Linked DNA regions of Zea mays: region 2 is linked to region 1. The links are chromatin contacts, called in public Hi-C maps. All regions are on one chromosome and are shown on one strand. The core of a region is the stretch at or near the end of the contact, and the rest is flanking DNA. Distances in the headings are between cores, read along the strand shown.

Region 1 (5,465 bases), core at 1,498-3,997:
ATACATAATAAGCAGTAATTTTAAATTCATAGCCTACCATTGTTGCTTGTTTGGTTGATTTAAACTAGTGGTAGAATACGAGTTTATTCATAAGCTAGTGAACACATGTACTTGATCTATTTTGCATTGCAATTAAGTTACAAGTGCAACCTCAATAAGATAACCGCTAAAAACATGTGAAGAATCTTAGAGAGGGTTCAAACCAAACTTAGAAGCTTATGCCAATCATTTAGTTCAAGAAAAAAAGAATGAAGCTCATGCAAACAATATAGTTAAGAAGGTTACAATGACAAATATCCTACAAGTGGTATCACCTAACTATACATGATAGCAACTTCACATCGGTTCCTTCACATGGTATCTAGATTATCACAATCCTAAAAAAGGTCAAAATGTTATAAGTGGTATATAGTACAACATATCGAGTGGTGTGAACTGGTGGTTCCACAAGTGATCCTCGTCCTAAAGTGATCATCAAATCAAGAAACTCGGCAATCACCTACAAGAACTTAAGTTTGGCATATGATATAACTATATAGTAAAGGCATGTACAACCTTGAGCCCTTGGAATGGGTTTCCAAGTATAAGAGACAACTAAAAGACTGCAGGATACACTACACCAAAATAGTGAACTCCCTAGAGCATAAACCCTAGGAAGTTAGCCCTAAACTCTAGGAAGTTAGCTAAACTCTCGGAAGTTAAACCATCCCGTCGGAAGTTTGGCTCTCGAAAAATTTTTTGTCAGAGTTTAGCTTAACTTCCTAGAGCCCTCTAGAAAGTTAGCTAACTTCCTACAGCCAAATAAGACTCTCAGAAGTTAATAGGTTCTCGGAAGTTAGTAGCGTCAGCGCCGTCAGCTGACTAACTTCCTACGACTAACTTCCTACGGCTGACTGTAGCCTGGCTAACTTCCTACGGCTGACTGTAGCTGGCTAACTTCCTATGGCCCAATAAGCCTCTAGGAAGTTAATTTGACCAGCATTACAAATGTTGTTTATTTTTATTTTACACCACATTCCACAATATAACAAATATATCAACAGCTATATAACACAACATATTTTCACATAAAACATCTCACACACAATCACATAACAATATTTAAATCCATAGTCTCATCAATTATATCACAAAAGTCTCATCTATAGTCATAATAAGACACATCTCGTCCAGTACTAATAAGAGACAATATCTCATACATAGTTATAATAAAAGTCTCAAGTATCAGAACACAATAACATGGAATCTCACGGTCGCCGATCACCATCGGTTTACAGTGACGAGTGATGGTCGATACCTCCACTAGCGAAGAGGGTTTCGACAAAGTCTAACACATCTTCTCGTTCATGTGTCGTCAAGGTAGCTGGAGGGGTCTAATATACATGTACAAATGATATTTGTTGAGTTACATCATAATATAACTAACAACAAGTAAATGATGATGAATTTGCATACCTGATGTTCGGTAGATGGAGATGTAGGTGTACGTGGAGGTGAAGACCAAGGATAATGAATGGGAGGTGGTGGTGGGGGGGGCACCGGGACGTGTATCCCTTGGGCCTGTGGTAGTTGCTACAAATTTGTCGAACTCATTCACATCAGCGTTTTAAATTAATACATATCCTAAAGTGAAAGCTATTATCTTTTAAATTTACTTGTATGAGTGTTTGCTGTTGTTGAATCTGTGTAGCATAATATTCATGTTGAGTAGCTTGTTGCTTCAAGTAATCCTGATGTCGCCTAAGTTCTTCTCGCAGTTGCTTCACTTCTGCTGGATCTTGAATGGAGTGATGGGAGCTACGAGCAGCAGACCTCGACGAACCTCCACGCTGAACCCTCACCTGGCTCGAGACGATGACGTTAGCAAACATTGTCTACCTGCCATCCTGATCTGGGAACTGGGCAACGATACCTACGATGTTGTGACGAAGAAAAAGGATTCCTATGCTTGCCTCAGCGCTAACAACGTGTGCGTCAATTCCAGTAGTGGAGGCTACCTCTGTAGCTGCAGCCAAGGATTCAAGGGCAATCCTTACCTTCCTGATGGATGCCAAGGTCGGTGTTGCAAGTGTGTGTATCTTTTTTGGTTCATGTGTGCAAGTACAACAAAGAATTCCTCAAAACAAATATATGCATACGGTATCCTTGGGATCTATATACTCTGTATGTATGTATACAAACATTGATGAGTGTGTTGCTAAACCACCTCCATGCGCTGGATGCAAGAACACACCTGGAGGTCACGATTGTCCGACACCCTTGAACGTTGCGACGCTACTATCTGTGGGTAAGCACAGTTTTCTCTTCTATATGTTTGAGGCTTAGTGTTTCAGAGCCCATTTAATTCTCATCAGACACACTAGGGAATAAAATGAAAATTCACAAAAGCTGTCACAGGACAGGACGGGAGAGCATGAACATACTACCATCAGTTCAGTTGGATAGACTCTAATAACCAAGGATAATAATATAGCTATTGGATCTATTTTGTTTCTAAAAAACAATATCCACCAATATCATTATTGTCAATGTAACTAACTTGCTATTGTTAATTAGATATCTCAATGGCCACACCATATTAATTTCACCAGACGCACTAGGGAAAAAATGAATCCTAGAAACTCTTAATAATTAGAAACGTCTATCATTAATTTGATAAACTCTAATCATTGTCTCCGATAGTAGCCATTCGAATTATTGTAACTCTTTGAACAAATTATCCATGAGAGGAAGAAGCTGGCCAAAATCAAGCGGAAGTATTTCCAACAACACGGTGGGATGCTTCTGCTGCACGAGATAAGCCTAAAGCAAGGAACTGCCTTCACCGTCTTCACAGAAGCAGAGCTCATCGAGGCGACTGACAACTTCGCTGACAAGAACATCCTCGGCCGCGGTGGCTTCGGCACCGTCTATAGGGGCCTGTTCAAGGACGACGGTGTCGTCGCGGTTAAACGGTGCGTCTCGTTGATGGCCAGCGAGCAGCAGAAGAAGGAGTTCGGCAAGGAGATGCTCATCCTCTCCCAGATCAACCACAAGAACATCGTCAAGCTCCTGGGCTGCTGCCTCGAAGTGGAGGTCCCGATGCTAGTCTACGAGTTCATCGCCAAAAATTGCAGAGAAGCTAGTTGTACGTGTGCCTAGTAGTATCCCCGAGGCACGAGAAGGTGGCGAGGCAAGAACTGACCTTTGCGTCATCGATCTCCGGCAAGACTGGTGGGCTGTCGGAGAGAGAGTCGCCGCCGTTGAGTGGGCCGCTGCTGTGCGAGAACACGGCGGGCGGGGCCAGGGTTGGGCACGTCGGCGGGCGCGACGGACGGGGGCATGGTCGAGAGGGGCGGGCGGAGGCGGGAGCGGGCGCGCTGACGGGGGCGTGCGGCGGCGGCTTTGGTCCTGGTGGAAGACATGGGAGGGAGAAAGGAGAGTGAGAAGATGATAAGATTGAGTAGTGGTTTAAGATAAAAAATATAACTTCCTAGAGTAAAGCTGTAGGAAGTTACTTAACTTCCTAGAGGTTGTACATGTACTCTAGGAAGTTAATTAACTTCCTAGAGCAGGTCGTAGGAAGTTAGCTTTTTGTTTGACTGGTCAAAAGCTGAAATCTAACTTCTTAGAGGAGGCCGTAGAAAGTTAGCATGTGCAGCTAACTTCCTAGAGGCGGTCGTAAGAAGTTAGCGGCTCGTTTGACCGCACCCGCAGATCAGCAACTGAAAGCTAACCTCCTAGAGAAGGCCGTAGGAAGTTAGCTGCCCATGCTAACTTTCTACGGCTGCCTCTAGGAAGTTAGCGGCTCGCTTAACCGCACACACGGGTCAGCATATGAAAGCTAACTTCCTATAACTTTTATAAAATATCGTAGGAAGTTATGTTTATTTCTTAGAGCTACCAGTTGTCTCTCGAAAGTTATTTATTTCCTATGGTTTGTTATAAAAGCTGTAGAAAGTTAAAAAATCGTAGGAAGTGTATGATTTTGGTGTAGTGATACAACACTAAGCCCATAAATAATAATTGCAGCCAAGATACAGAATGTATAAAGAATCGTCTAGAAACGAGTTCTTCACGAAGAGTATGTCTCTTGATTTTTTCACTTAATCCACTAAAGACTAAAAAAACCTCTTGTTTAATTAGGTTGTACATACCTAAGAGCTACTCCCTCCGTTTCATTTTAGTTATCGCTGGATAGTGCAAAATTGAACTATGCAGCGATAACTACAAAGAAACGGAGGGAGTATTGTTTAAGTCTGAGCTCGCATGTTTGGCGTTTGGCTCAGCAGTAGAAGTAGATATCACAGGTGGTTCTCACAAATGATGCAGACGGCGACGACATAACTGGAGCACACGGGTATTGGAGTCTACACACGCCGCGCTTCATAAAAAAAAGGATTGAAGGGAGGACCAAAAAAGAGACGAAGAAGGTGGAGGGGAGCGCGGTGTGGAGAGATTCCCCGACAGCAAAATCTAGAGAGGAAAAGCGATTCCCGTGCCGGCGAGCCACCCTCCTCTCCTCCTTCATCAGTCGTCACGCACGCCTGCGGCCTGCCTGCCTGCCTCAGTCCTGACACCATCCATACTAGGAGCCGTCCCTGTCCTGCGAGCCGTCAGAGGATTGCCTCCTCCTCTCTCTCTCTCTCTCTCTCTCTCTCTCTCTCTCTCTCTCTCTCTCTCTCTCTCTCTCTCTCTCTCTCTCTCTCTCTCTCTCTCTCTCTCTCTCTCTCTCTCTCTCTCTCTCTCTCTCTCTCTCTCTCTCTCTCTCTCTCTCTCTCTCTCTCTCTCTCTCTCTCTCTCTCTCTCTCTCTCTCTCTCTCTCTCTCTCTCTCTCTCTCTCTCTCTCTCTCTCTCTCTCTCTCTCTCTTCGTCCTGGACCTGGCCTCCTGTGGCGTCACGCTCACGCTTATAAGAGCACGCGGCCGGCAACACTCTTCCTTGCCGCGCTTTATAAACTTTCGCCGCTGCCGCTGCCCCCCGCTCTGGTTGGCGAGAAAGAGCAGAGGGACACCGAAACAGAGAGGAGCAGAGGGGAGCGACGACAGGTCAGCGGAGATGGAAGCAGCGGCAGGAGGAGTGGAGGCGGAGGGGGTGATGAGGGTGCTGGTGGTGGACGACTCCCCCGTCGACCGCCGGGTGGCGCAGCTGCTTCTCAGCAGCGACTCCTGCGCCGGCTCATTCCACGGTCAGCCACCCCTCTGGTGTCTACCACAGAACCACCTGCCCACCTCCTCCCAGTTTCTCTTTCCTACCATTCGATTCTTCTTCTTCCGTCCGCGTCGCTCGCACCGCGAGAGCTCGCAGGCTGGCTCCCCCCTGTTTTTCAACTCTGGAAGAGCACCACGCGTGCGTGCATGCATTTCCAGAGCTGATCTGCCTCTGCTTTTCATCGGCTGTCACCGTTTCCAGTTTGTCCGTGCCACTTCTGCTCTGTTTTTTTTATATATATATACATACTATCAGGCTAGACCGGTAGAGTATAT
Region 2 (5,465 bases), core at 1,759-4,258, 33 kb before region 1:
GCTCGGTGTACCACCTAGTGCCTCAAGAATCACCAATGGATGCAAATGCACTAGGAACACTCAATCTCTCACTAGAATGCAATCTCAAGCAAGGAGTGTGAGAGAATGAGTTGGAGGATCACAAATGAGCTCAATGTGTGCAAGGAATGGCCAAGAGAGCCCTCACACACGAGCTCCCCTTCTATTTATAGTCCCCCACTGAAATCCAACCGTTATGTGCAAACAACACATTTTCTGCGCACACGCGGACGGTCCGCGCCCTAGGACCGGACGGTCCGCCGTACACATAACGGCTATTTTTCCCGTTTGAAATCTGTCAGAGCTGTCAGAAAAGTAAGGTCCGGACAGTCCGCCCACCTTGGCCGGACCATCCGCGACCTGGCAACTTGGAGCACCAGAGCTCTGACCAAGAGGAGTTAACACATGCGGACCGTCCGCCTACAAGGCCGGACGGTCCATGACCTGGGAGTCAGTAATGTTCGGGCATATCCTCCGGACAGTCCGTAGTACAAACCCCAAAAACCACACCGTCCCTGTCCAAACCAAATTTGGCACCTGTGGACGGTCCGCCCTACAAGGCCGGACTGTCCGCATAATAATTCAGGGACTGTGCCGAGAGCAACCTTCTCTGGTCAGGACTACGGACGGTCCGGCCCCAAGGCTCGGACGGTCCGCAGTATAAAAGAACAGGACCTGTCAGAAGTGACACACTTTGGACCCTACTAGAGGATCGCAGACGATCCGCCCACATGGCCCGGATGGTCCGCCTATCCTAAGACTTAGCATTTTTCAAACACGCTTTTGAAAAGATTTTTAACTCTTTAAATTGGAAGCGCTGTTAGTCCTCATGCAAATGCAACCACTAGATGCTCTATGAGGCACTAAGTTTTACACAGATCAAAGTCATTGACCCCTCTTAATAGTATGGCTATCTAGCCTACTAATCCGGTCAAGTATCTTCTCTAAACTCCTGGAGACCGGCAAAAAACAAAACCTATGTTATACCTTTGCCTCCACTTGATCCACAACCAATGCTTATAAATCTCCAAGATTTTCTGTTCTATGTGGTCCAATCCTGCATTCTTATTTCTCCAAGAACCGTTAGTCCACAAACAGTCGTCATTAATTACCAAAACATCACTAAGGGGCCTAGATGATTCACACCTAGTCGAACTCATTCAACATTGTCAATATTACCAAACCGAGTAAGTACCTCAATATGTCCTCATTTGATCTTCGATTTGTCGAAGTCCACGTGACTTGGTTTTGTAGGACCAATGATAGTGTTATCGTCCTCAATGTCGATGCCATCACTGTCTTTGGATGGATCCACAGTAGCAACTTTGGTCTGGGAGGCAGTAGCTTTTGTTGCCAAGGATAAGTCTTCAATCTTTGTTTCAGGGGCAGATTGCTCTTCAACCATTTCTAATGAAAATGCGGCTAGCTAAGGCTGGTTCAAAGGCAGCAAAGGCGTTCGAAGCAAGTTTCGAAGGCAGAGTAGGCTCTAACAAGCGCAAATAGCAAATGCCTTGTCAATGTCACCAGGCATCGTTCCTTTTTATACGAACAACTTTTGAAATTTAACTGTTGCGCTCTTTGAATGTCGGACCCCACTAATCAGAGTGGTCCCAAAGTAACTATTCATAACGAGCTTCGGGAAGGTGTTTTTTCGGACCTTCGATGCAAGGTCTCCGAATTATGTTTTTGCGATCTAAGCTCGTTATGAAGAAACGAACTCATTCCGCAAGGGGCTACTGTTGGGGCCTGCCTTACCAAAGGTTCTCAAAATGCCTTTGCTTCGGTATAAGAAAATGTGTTTCAGACGTATAGTGAAGGACAGACGAAGCTGGCCTTCAACCGAAGCGATGTGTAAAGAAGCTTCGTCCATACATGCAAGGAACGAAGGTGCAAGCCGATGTCGCTAGCCTCGGCATGGAGAAAGCTTCGAGTGCAAAGCGACAAAGGAGAAGAAGTATAAGACTTGGACAGCAAGAAAGAAAGAGAAAAGGTAGTGATGTCCCTGCATCATTTGTAAATCATGTGTATAAACTTTGTTGGCATGTTGGTAATTTTCTACGAAACTGTTCAAATTCTCTATAAATAGGTGAACAGTGGCCTACATAAATTGACCTTTTTTTAGGGTCTTAAGCTTTGTTTCGCTCAACCTTCGAAGTATATTATAGTTATCTTGTGCAAAGAAGCTGAAAGTGTGTTTGTAAACTTGTCTAATACAAAGGAAGATGGAATAAAAAAAATGATAACACATAAGAGATGAGTCTCATACTTTATTATCCATTGTTATTTCGTTTAATACTATTTCATTCACATCTACTTTCAAAACCTTCGTCCCGAAGCTAACACTTCGAAAAAAATGATAAATTAAGGATGAAGATTCAAACTTCTCAACTTGTGTTGCCTTATTTTTGATGTCACATAGTAATTGAAACCAAGTGACCAACCGTTAGGGCATGTACAACCATGACACTGCTGCACGATACTCTAAATATAAGACAGTTAAAATATAATGTAATACAGTGACCGTATCTAAAACATGTGTCTTATTATATTCATTGCACCATTCAGAGCATTCAATAAATTAATTTGATCAATAATCTAGTCCTCTATCTTAAACATAGAACCAAGACACAGTGTCTTCGTCAAGAGACGTATTTTAGTTTTTTTATATTTACCTTTTAGACACAACTCATAACACTCTTTGTAAATGTCCTTGGTAGGAGTGTGGGACATGCTTCGCTGCGTCACAAGTTGAGAGTGAAGCGGACAGTTGGAGTGTGGAACCACGAGGGGCACAACCACTGTGGGCGTATAATTACCGTTTAGATTCTTGACAGCCAAGACCGGCAGGTCAAAGGATCAGCTGGAGAGATCTGCGGCGAAACAGCTTTTCGCTGAGAGGTCAGATGGCGAGATCTCAAAGCAATAGGAGTCCTTTCGTCTCGCCTTTCGGGCCCTGCCCTCTTCATGATGATGCTCAGATGCAGGCTCTCGACACGCATGCACTGCACCATCTATACATCAAATCGAAGGCCTCCTTTTCTCCTTTTGCACACGTCATCAACTCATGATACGGTGAGTTGCTTCATGGGCCTCCTTTTTAAAACAAACAAGAAAAAAATAGATGCTTCCAAATATAGGTGTACATTCGGGCCGCCCGGCCTGGCCCGGCCTAAGCCTGAAAAGGCCCGTATTGTTTGAATTTCGGGCCGACCCGGCCCGTTTGAATTTCGGGCCGTGCCGGGCCGGCCCATGGGCCTAGCCCTCGGCCCACGACCCGACCCGTAATTGCTTAAACGTGCCGGGCTCATTTCGGGCGGCCCGAAATTATAAAAGCCCGAAATTCACATTAAGGCCCGAAATTCAATTTTTGGTCCAAAATTCACATTAGAGCCCTAAATTCAAAAAAATAATAAAACAAATAAAAGATAAGACAAATAAATTTAAACAAAATCAAACTTAATATTTGTATTAATTAAAGTTACCACAGCTATGCAATGACTACCTCGTTTATAAATCATTTTGTTAGAAGGAAAAAGAGTATAACTAGCTCTATACAAAGTTCGTAAGTTCAGTTTATTGTCTAATGTTCATAACAAAAGCAAAATTACATCACACACTCTAATTCAAAGCTACAAAAAACATCTAACTAGCATTATCTCTAGCTTTGTGTTCTTTATCAAGTATATGAAAGTGTGGAATGAAGTGTGGTTTTAATAAATATATGGGCCTTTTCGTGCCTCTATATGGGCCATTTCGTGCCTGCCTTAAACGGGTCGTGCTCGTGCCCGCCCATGGGCCGTGACCTCGGCCCAAACCCGGCCCGATATAACGGGCCGTGCCGGCCCGGCACTAAATTATTTCGTGCCGTGCCGTGCCTGGGCCGTGCTTTTTTTCCGTGCTTCGGGCCGGCCCATCAGGCCCGGCCCAAATGTACACCTATACTTCCAAACAAGCGTTCAACTTTGAAACAAAGGAATAACTAAAACCTCTATATACGGAATATAAAAATCGTTCTTGCAGTTTTCTGCGCTTTAGGCCATATTGGGAGGTCAAGTATTTTTTTGAAATAATCCTATGGTTTTGATGATATTGTGGTATTTGAAGCCAAAAGTTATTTGATTGATATAGTCAAAACACAGTTTTATATAACATGGTCGATCTAAAAATTTTGGTATTTTTTGGAATCTTAGAAACTTCATTCAAAACCTTAGTTTTCTTCTGTCCCCTCTCTATGCGTACTTCAGTTTTTCAATTGATTCAAACTAGGGATGGCAATGGAGAATTCCTCGTTAAGTTTTAGCTCTCCATCCCCACGGGGTCCTAGGAACACTTGGGGAGTATTTCTTTCACATCCCCGTTCTCCGCGGGGATAAATCTTTATCGGGGATCTCTGTCCCGCTTAAATTATAACTAGAACGTAGTTCATATGTTATTAATAAAAAACATTGCCACTTGTACACATTATTGAGGTAAGAAATCATTATGTATACATTAAAATAAACACATTTGTACAACGAGTGATATCTTGACAAGGTATTTATTTATTTCTATAATTAATTAATACATGAAAACATCGTCACATGTAAGTTTCACGGTCCCCGCGGGGAACGAGGATGGGAAATGCTTCCCTATCCCCGTCCCAGTTACCCGCCGGGGGAGAATTTTTTCCGTTTACATTCCCGCGGGGGAAGAAACTTCCCAATCCTTATCCCCCTAATGGAAGAATTCTCCACGGAGAATCAAGGATCAGTCCCCATTGCCATCTCTGTTCCAAACAAGTATTTGTTTTAAACAATACTGTGATTTTACTATGATAAGGTAATACTATAGTATTTATGTCGTCAAAACAGCATTACCAAACATGCACTTAGTTAGTTTGAGTACTACAGCTGCGGTGACTAAAGACCTCCTGATTTTATGGGTAGCTAGATAGCGTCCTTGCAACACGCAAAACAAGATCAATGAGGTAGTAAGAGAATTCTTTTTATTTTTCATCTGGAAAAATAGGGCTAGCTCCAACGAGACACCGGCCCGCTCCATTGTCCCCGGCCGGTGCACAAATGGGGGAATTTTCGGTCCAACGCCCCCCTCCCCTCGCGTGCTCCTCGCGAGGGAGAGGGTGTGGGGGATAGATATCCCCTAGGTCCACTAAAGGAGTAAAAGACTTCACGAAAGGCCCAAGGGCCCAATAAATCGCAAGATCATTCCTTCGTGGGCCTGAGGAGAAACGACCAACAAAGCAGAGAAGACGTAAGACCGGATTGATGCAAACCCGGACGGCCCACAACGTCGAGCGAGTAAATCGCAACGGAGACCCGACTTTCCCGCGCTGGAGCCCTCATGCTACGGAGCCATGCAAGGATAAGTCGGCGAAGGTTACGTAGGGATAAACACGGGAGGTTCACTACCTTTTAGCTACTTGTTGATATCATATCCACATGTACTGC

What was found. A called contact is a pair of places that touch in the nucleus more often than the background predicts.
Region 2: a contact with region 1 is called in a Hi-C map of ear, with 2.5 times the contacts expected there. The contact joins the enhancer-like site here to the promoter of LOC109942906 in region 1. A contact is called at or near these places in 5 of 25 Hi-C or Micro-C datasets (ear, leaf, seedling and 2 more).

Annotation. Positions count from the first base shown.
Region 1 is chr10:121,483,790-121,489,254 of Zm-B73-REFERENCE-NAM-5.0, reverse strand. LOC109942906 (wall-associated receptor kinase-like 1) reads left to right here and starts at 2,747. Exons shown (of 2, transcript XM_020545473.1): 1 at 2,747-3,120; 2 at 3,210-3,425. The coding sequence starts at 2,779. The coding sequence ends at 3,425. LOC100272408 (RR1-Corn type-A response regulator) reads left to right here and starts at 4,938. Exons shown (of 6, transcript NM_001146886.1): 1 at 4,938-5,167.
Region 2 is chr10:121,517,519-121,522,983 of Zm-B73-REFERENCE-NAM-5.0, reverse strand. No RefSeq gene overlaps it. Among protein-coding and RNA genes, the nearest start is that of LOC109942906, 34 kb to the right of the region's middle. Within about 2 kb of position 3,008, at least 9 of the 20 cell types and tissues checked have an H3K27ac peak or open chromatin away from gene starts, as enhancers often do. A contact at or near this core is called in ear, seedling and tassel, where this site is marked.